Regions from separate parts of the Mus musculus genome. Here region 1 is linked to region 2. A link is a contact called in public promoter capture Hi-C data. All regions are on one chromosome and are shown on one strand. The core of a region is the stretch at or near the end of the contact, and the rest is flanking DNA. Distances in the headings are between cores, read along the strand shown.

Region 1 (2,700 bases), core at 195-2,694, 40 kb before region 2:
AGCTTCAAAGTTGGTAGAAAATTATGAGATCCCCAACATATAAAAGTGACTAATATTTGAAGAGCTGGAAATGCCGTTAAGTGTCTCTGCTTGGATGGGAGGGTATCCTGAGACATGGAAGGCTCCTTAGCAGAGGTGCTGCAGGTCAAGGGGAGGGTACCCCTGACTGAGCTGAGGAGTTTGAGAGCCCCAGCCCTGCTCCTTCTTCTCTTCACTTCTTCTTTTCCTAGCTTTTCTTCTCGGTTTCTTCTGATGAGAAAGCCACTCCATGCAGTAAGACTCATAAAGGAGATTTATTAAAGGGGAGAATCCTGGAGGAGAAGGGATGGATGAATCCAGGAAAGGCTGCGGCTTGCTTGCAAGGACTCACATCCTAAGCTTGGGAGCTCAGGGATTGGTGGCCTTTTTCACCCACTTTTCCCTGCATTGCATCCAAGGGTCAGGCTAGGGAGTCCTTCCTGGCTTCAGCTGGCTTTTGCTCCACGTCTGTGGGGCTGCTCAGAGAGGCTGAGAGGAGGTGTGGTAGGCCATGGATAGCTCCTGAGGGGCCTCTCTTGCTGAGGTGGGAAAGGCTCCAGTGCTGGCTGTTGGCTGAGATGTCCTGTTGGGGCCATTTTGACAGGAGCTGCCATTTTTAACAATTCCTGAAGTGGCATTTTACTTTGGCTGTAGGCTGGGGTGGGAAGGAGGAGCCAGCCACTGCTTTGAGAGGTTTTGTGGTGTGCCACTTATAGACTAAAAGCACTCCCCCTTTATCATACATGTTTATATATGTAAGATTAATGTACTGTGTCCCATAAGATACACAAATAAGATATCGTGTGAAGACTTAGTGTGTCTGTGTGCACACCTGAATGAGTTCAGCTCATGTGACCCGTGTACACATGGGTACATAGAGGCTAGAAGAAAGGCTAACACATGTAATCTTATAAGCTGCCAGGACCATGAGGAAGATTAAGAGTTTCAGGCGACCTGGCGCAACACTAGCACATAAACAAAGACACACATATAACCACACATAACCTTAGGGAATCAGTGTGTTGGGGCTAGGCCTTTGAGATGCCAGCTACTGTGGACATGTTAGCAGGAGGCTACCATGCATCTTCCATGGCCTCTGAGAAACTGGGTCTGGAGGCTGTGAAGGGCGATGCTATTCTTCTCCACAGGCCGCGCCCCTAGCTCCTCTGTGCTCCATCATACAGCTCAGGGGCTTGACCTCTCAGTCTGGTCTCCTAAATCTGTGATTATCCATCACACTTCTCAGAGCTCAAAACCTGCCCTGGGTTAGAACGCTCCTGTCTACAGAGCAAGGGTCTTGGAGGTCAGGAAACAGATATAACAGAGTATGCCCACCTAGGGGATCTCCAAGCTCCTTGATTTGGAACATTTGGGGTTAGCTGAGCAACTGACAACAGGAAGAGTTGAGAGCAGTGGGGGAGGGGTGTTCCGTGTGTGGCTCCTGCTGAGTCAGGTACAGTCAAGGTACAGTCCCACACTGTAGTAGAGGCACCTCTCTCCATCTTGTCAAAAGGACTTAGAGATGGCGTACAGGAGCTGACTTTGAAAGAAGCAACCAAGAACAGAAACTGTCTGAAAGGTCACAGAGGTCAGAGTCACCAGGACAAGACCTAGCCAGAAAGCTGAGCTCACGGAGGTGGGGAGGAACCAACACTTAAAACACGCAGCATCGATGTAGGGATAATACCCGGGCCTCCAGATCAGGAGAGCTACTGCTGTCATTGACATTCAACACGCAGGCCCCACTGAATCAGCTGAGTCAGAAGGATCATGGCAGACTCAGCCACAGCGAGACATTCAGCGTCCACGTTCTCTTTCAAGTAGAGCCCCATGCGGCTTTGTAAGAGGTTGGAGGAACACGTCAGACTTGGCCTCCCCAGATGGAGCGACTAAAGCTGGGGAAAATCCCAGAGCACTGGTGTATCAGGCTGGTGGCCATGTTGCTCTTGGCAATAATTTTTCTCCCGAGCACGTTCTGTGACATTGGATCTGTATATAATTCTTCCTATGAAACTGTCATCCCTGAGAGACTGCCAGGCAAGGGGGGGAAAGACCCTGGAGGGAAGGTGTCCTACATGCTATTGATGCAAGGCCAAAAGCAGCTGCTTCACCTCGAGGTAAAGGGACACTACCCTGAGAATAACTTCCCAGTCTACAGTTACCACAATGGCATCCTGAGGCAAGAAATGCCTCTCCTCTCCCAGGACTGCCACTATGAAGGCTACATGGAAGGGGTGCCAGGCTCCTTTGTTTCTGTCAACATCTGTTCAGGCCTCAGGGGGGTCTTGATTAAAGAGGAAACATCCTATGGCATTGAGCCCATGCTCTCTTCCAAAAACTTTGAACATGTCCTCTACACCATGGAGCATCAGCCTGTGGTCTCCTGCAGTGTCACTCCCAAAGACAGCCCTGGGGACACCAGCCATCCACCAAGGAGCAGGAAGCCCGATGACCTACTGGTTCTGACTGACTGGTGGTCACACACCAAGTATGTGGAGATGTTTGTGGTGGTCAACCACCAGCGGTTCCAGATGTGGGGCAGTAACATCAACGAGACGGTCCAGGCAGTAATGGACATCATTGCTCTGGCCAACAGCTTCACTAGGGGGATAAACACAGAGGTGGTGCTGGTGGGCCTGGAAATCTGGACAGAGGGGGACCCGATAGAGGTCCCAGTGGACC
Region 2 (2,700 bases), core at 184-2,683:
CTGGATAGCCTGGAACCCGCTGTGCAGACCAGGCTGGCCTCAAACTCAGTAATCCTCCTGCCTCAGTCCCCAAGTGCTGGGATTAGATGTGAGCCACCATGTTGTCTTTCAGCGTTTACCACACACAGTACTGAGGCAAATGCCTGATGCAGGCTGCCTGAGCCAGTCCTCACTTCAGATGACTGCTTTCCTCCTCTCCCCTCCCCTCCCTCCCTCTCTCCCCTCCCTCCCTCCCTCCCTCCGGTTCTTTTTCCTGGGTACAGATATGGTGAGCAGTCAGAAGAGGGAGGCTAAAAAAATAAATAAATAAAAATAAAAATAAATTTAAAAAAGGAGCGAAACAGAGAAGCCCTGTCTCGAAAAAAAAAAAAAAAAAAAAAGAGGGAGGCTGCTGCTGTCAGCCTCCATCACGCTCCACCTGAGTTTCTGAGCCATGCTCCCTCAGTGAACCTGAAGCTCTCAGATTCACAGACTGGCTAGCTCCCACCCTGTCTCTGCGTCCCAAAGCTGAGCTAAACAGGTTGGAAACAACACAACCAGCTTGCCATGTGGGTGCTGGGGATCTCAACCTGGGCTCTCATGGGCCAAAAACAAGCACTTTATCCACCAATACATCTCCCCAGGCCCCGAGGTGACTAGTCAGGAATGATCAACATGGGAAAGAACTTCTAACTAAAAAGTAGACTGCAATCGTCAGGAGCAGGACTATGGGGAAAGTTGAACAGCTCTCCAGGCTGGTCACGAGATCTGAACAGTCATATGAGACTTAAAAAAACATACCTCAGAGTAGCCACAGCAAACTGTATCCACTGTATTGCAGGAAAAAGCTAAAGGAGGGAGGAAGGGAGAGGGAGAGAGAGAGGGAGAGAGAAAGAGTGAGTGAGTGAGTGTCAGTCTCTTACATTTAATGTTCAACCTAATTTCCCTTTTGGTGTTTATTAACCATTTCTTCAGCACAGACCTTCAAGTAGTGGAGCCTAAACAGGCCTGTGGAGGAAGGCAGGGCCTGTGCTGCCCTCAACCCAAGTCCTTAAAAAACACTCAAACGGTAAGAGAAACAGGGTAGTGAGCAGAGCAGACTGAATGAGAAAGCCAAGTTGAGGAAACTCCAGGAACAAGCATAAACAGAGAGGAAAGGCTAGCTAGCGTCTGAGGACAGACAGGTGAGAACACCAAGTAGGGCTGACTGACTGACAGAAAGTTTACAAGACAGAAAAGAAGGGAAATGATGACGAGGGGGAGAGGTATTAGTAAGGAGAGAGCCACTGTGAGTAAAACACGCAGCAGAAAGGACGAAGGGAGCGGAAATGGGGTGGGGGTGGGGGGTCAGCTTTTGACCTTACAGGCTCCCATCTGCCTTCCAGGCGGCTGGTCTCCAGTGGGAAGGCCATAAAGACTTCAGTTCCTGCTACCCTCCAAGCCCAGGCCCTTCTCAGTCAGGCTCTGAACAGGTAGCTCCACCCCTACCTCAGCTGGGCTCCACCCCATCTAATCCTGCCCTGTACCTTAAGGGCAGGAGGCTGAAGGGCCAAGGACAAAGCCAAAAATAGAAGAAGCAGGTGACAGAAGAAACCAAATTGTACCAAAGAGCATACACTGGCTGGACCGAGGCCCCCAACATATATGGAGCAGAGGGCTGCCTTGTCCTGCACCAGTGGGAGAAGATACCTAATCCTGAAGACTTGAAGTTCCAGGCTGGGGGCATACCCAGGGGGGCCCCACCCTCTCAGAGGCATAGGGGAAACACTTTGTAGGGGGGGCCTGAAGGGGGGCAATTGTGATACAAATAAATAAATAAATAAATAAAGCAAGAGGCAGGAACAATAAAAGGCAGAGAGCATTTTCACAATTAAGAAAATAAAACTTTCAAAAGAGAAATGGAACAGGGAAAAAAGGAAGAGAAAGAAATGGGGTAAAACAGAGGTCTGCTAAAACTTGTCCCTGTTTGGGGACACAGTGATTAAGGACGATGGCACATTCAATTAAAAGTTCTAGTAGTAGTGAAAATTACTAAGAGGTCATTAAATGTTTGTTATATTCAACATTAACATTATTATATCACACAATATGTATATATATATGTATTATATATACATATTGTATAAATCAATGTGTTATGGGAGACACAAAGACAAAGTCTAGACAGAGCCTTCCAGGAGCTTATATCACAGTGGGCAGTGGTCTGAGTACCAAGAACACAGTCTGGATAGGGTGACAGTGTATAGACGAGCCTGTGCACAGCTGTGGAGGGAGCTGGCAGAGCCTGGGGAAGAGGAAGTCAAAAGCTCTCATTGCTTTAACCATCCTTTCACATGTTCTGCAACATCTCTCTTGTGTCTAAGTGCTGGGGACTGAGCCCAGAGCCTGGCAAATGTCACACATGCATGCTGAGCACTAAGCTATGTCCCAACTCTTGACTATTTAGCAATCACTTGCATGGTAGGAGTTCATATCAGAGAGAGAGAGCAGTCTAGAGTGGAAGGGCAGATGCTGGTTAGTGGGAGATTTTAGTAACGGTCTTAAAGGTAATCTAAGTACTGGGAGGCATCCTCATCACAGATCAGTAGCAAAGAGTCTTGGGAACATTTGGAGGTCCCTAATGATGTCTACCTCCTAAGGGTGTGGAGACTAATGACTGTCACCAAGTGATAAGAAAATGATAAGAAAATGCTCTTGGACAAAAGGCTTCTTTGTTCCTCA

Evidence for each region. Promoter capture Hi-C pulls out the DNA fragments that hold promoters and counts their contacts.
Region 1: a promoter capture Hi-C map of macrophages shows a contact between it and region 2, with 6 read pairs. The contact joins the promoter of Adam1b here to the promoter of Tmem116 in region 2. A contact is called at or near these places in 1 of 39 promoter capture datasets (macrophages), 2 of 484 Hi-C or Micro-C datasets (embryonic stem cells and pachytene spermatocytes), 11 of 115 datasets of contacts at active chromatin or transcription factors (the 230-238 cell line, the SCID.adh cell line, bone marrow-derived macrophages and 6 more) and 3 of 9 other capture datasets (adipose tissue, liver and pancreatic islet).

Annotation. Positions count from the first base shown.
Region 1 is chr5:121,502,179-121,504,878 of GRCm38.p6, reverse strand. Adam1b (a disintegrin and metallopeptidase domain 1b) reads left to right here and starts at 1,444. Exons shown (of 1, transcript NM_172125.3): 1 at 1,444-2,700. The coding sequence starts at 1,899. It also overlaps a transcript of Tmem116 not described here.
Region 2 is chr5:121,461,914-121,464,613 of GRCm38.p6, reverse strand. Tmem116 (transmembrane protein 116) reads right to left here and starts at 1,433. Exons shown (of 11, transcript NM_001161627.1): 1 at 1,344-1,433; 2 at 781-827. The coding sequence starts at 1,391.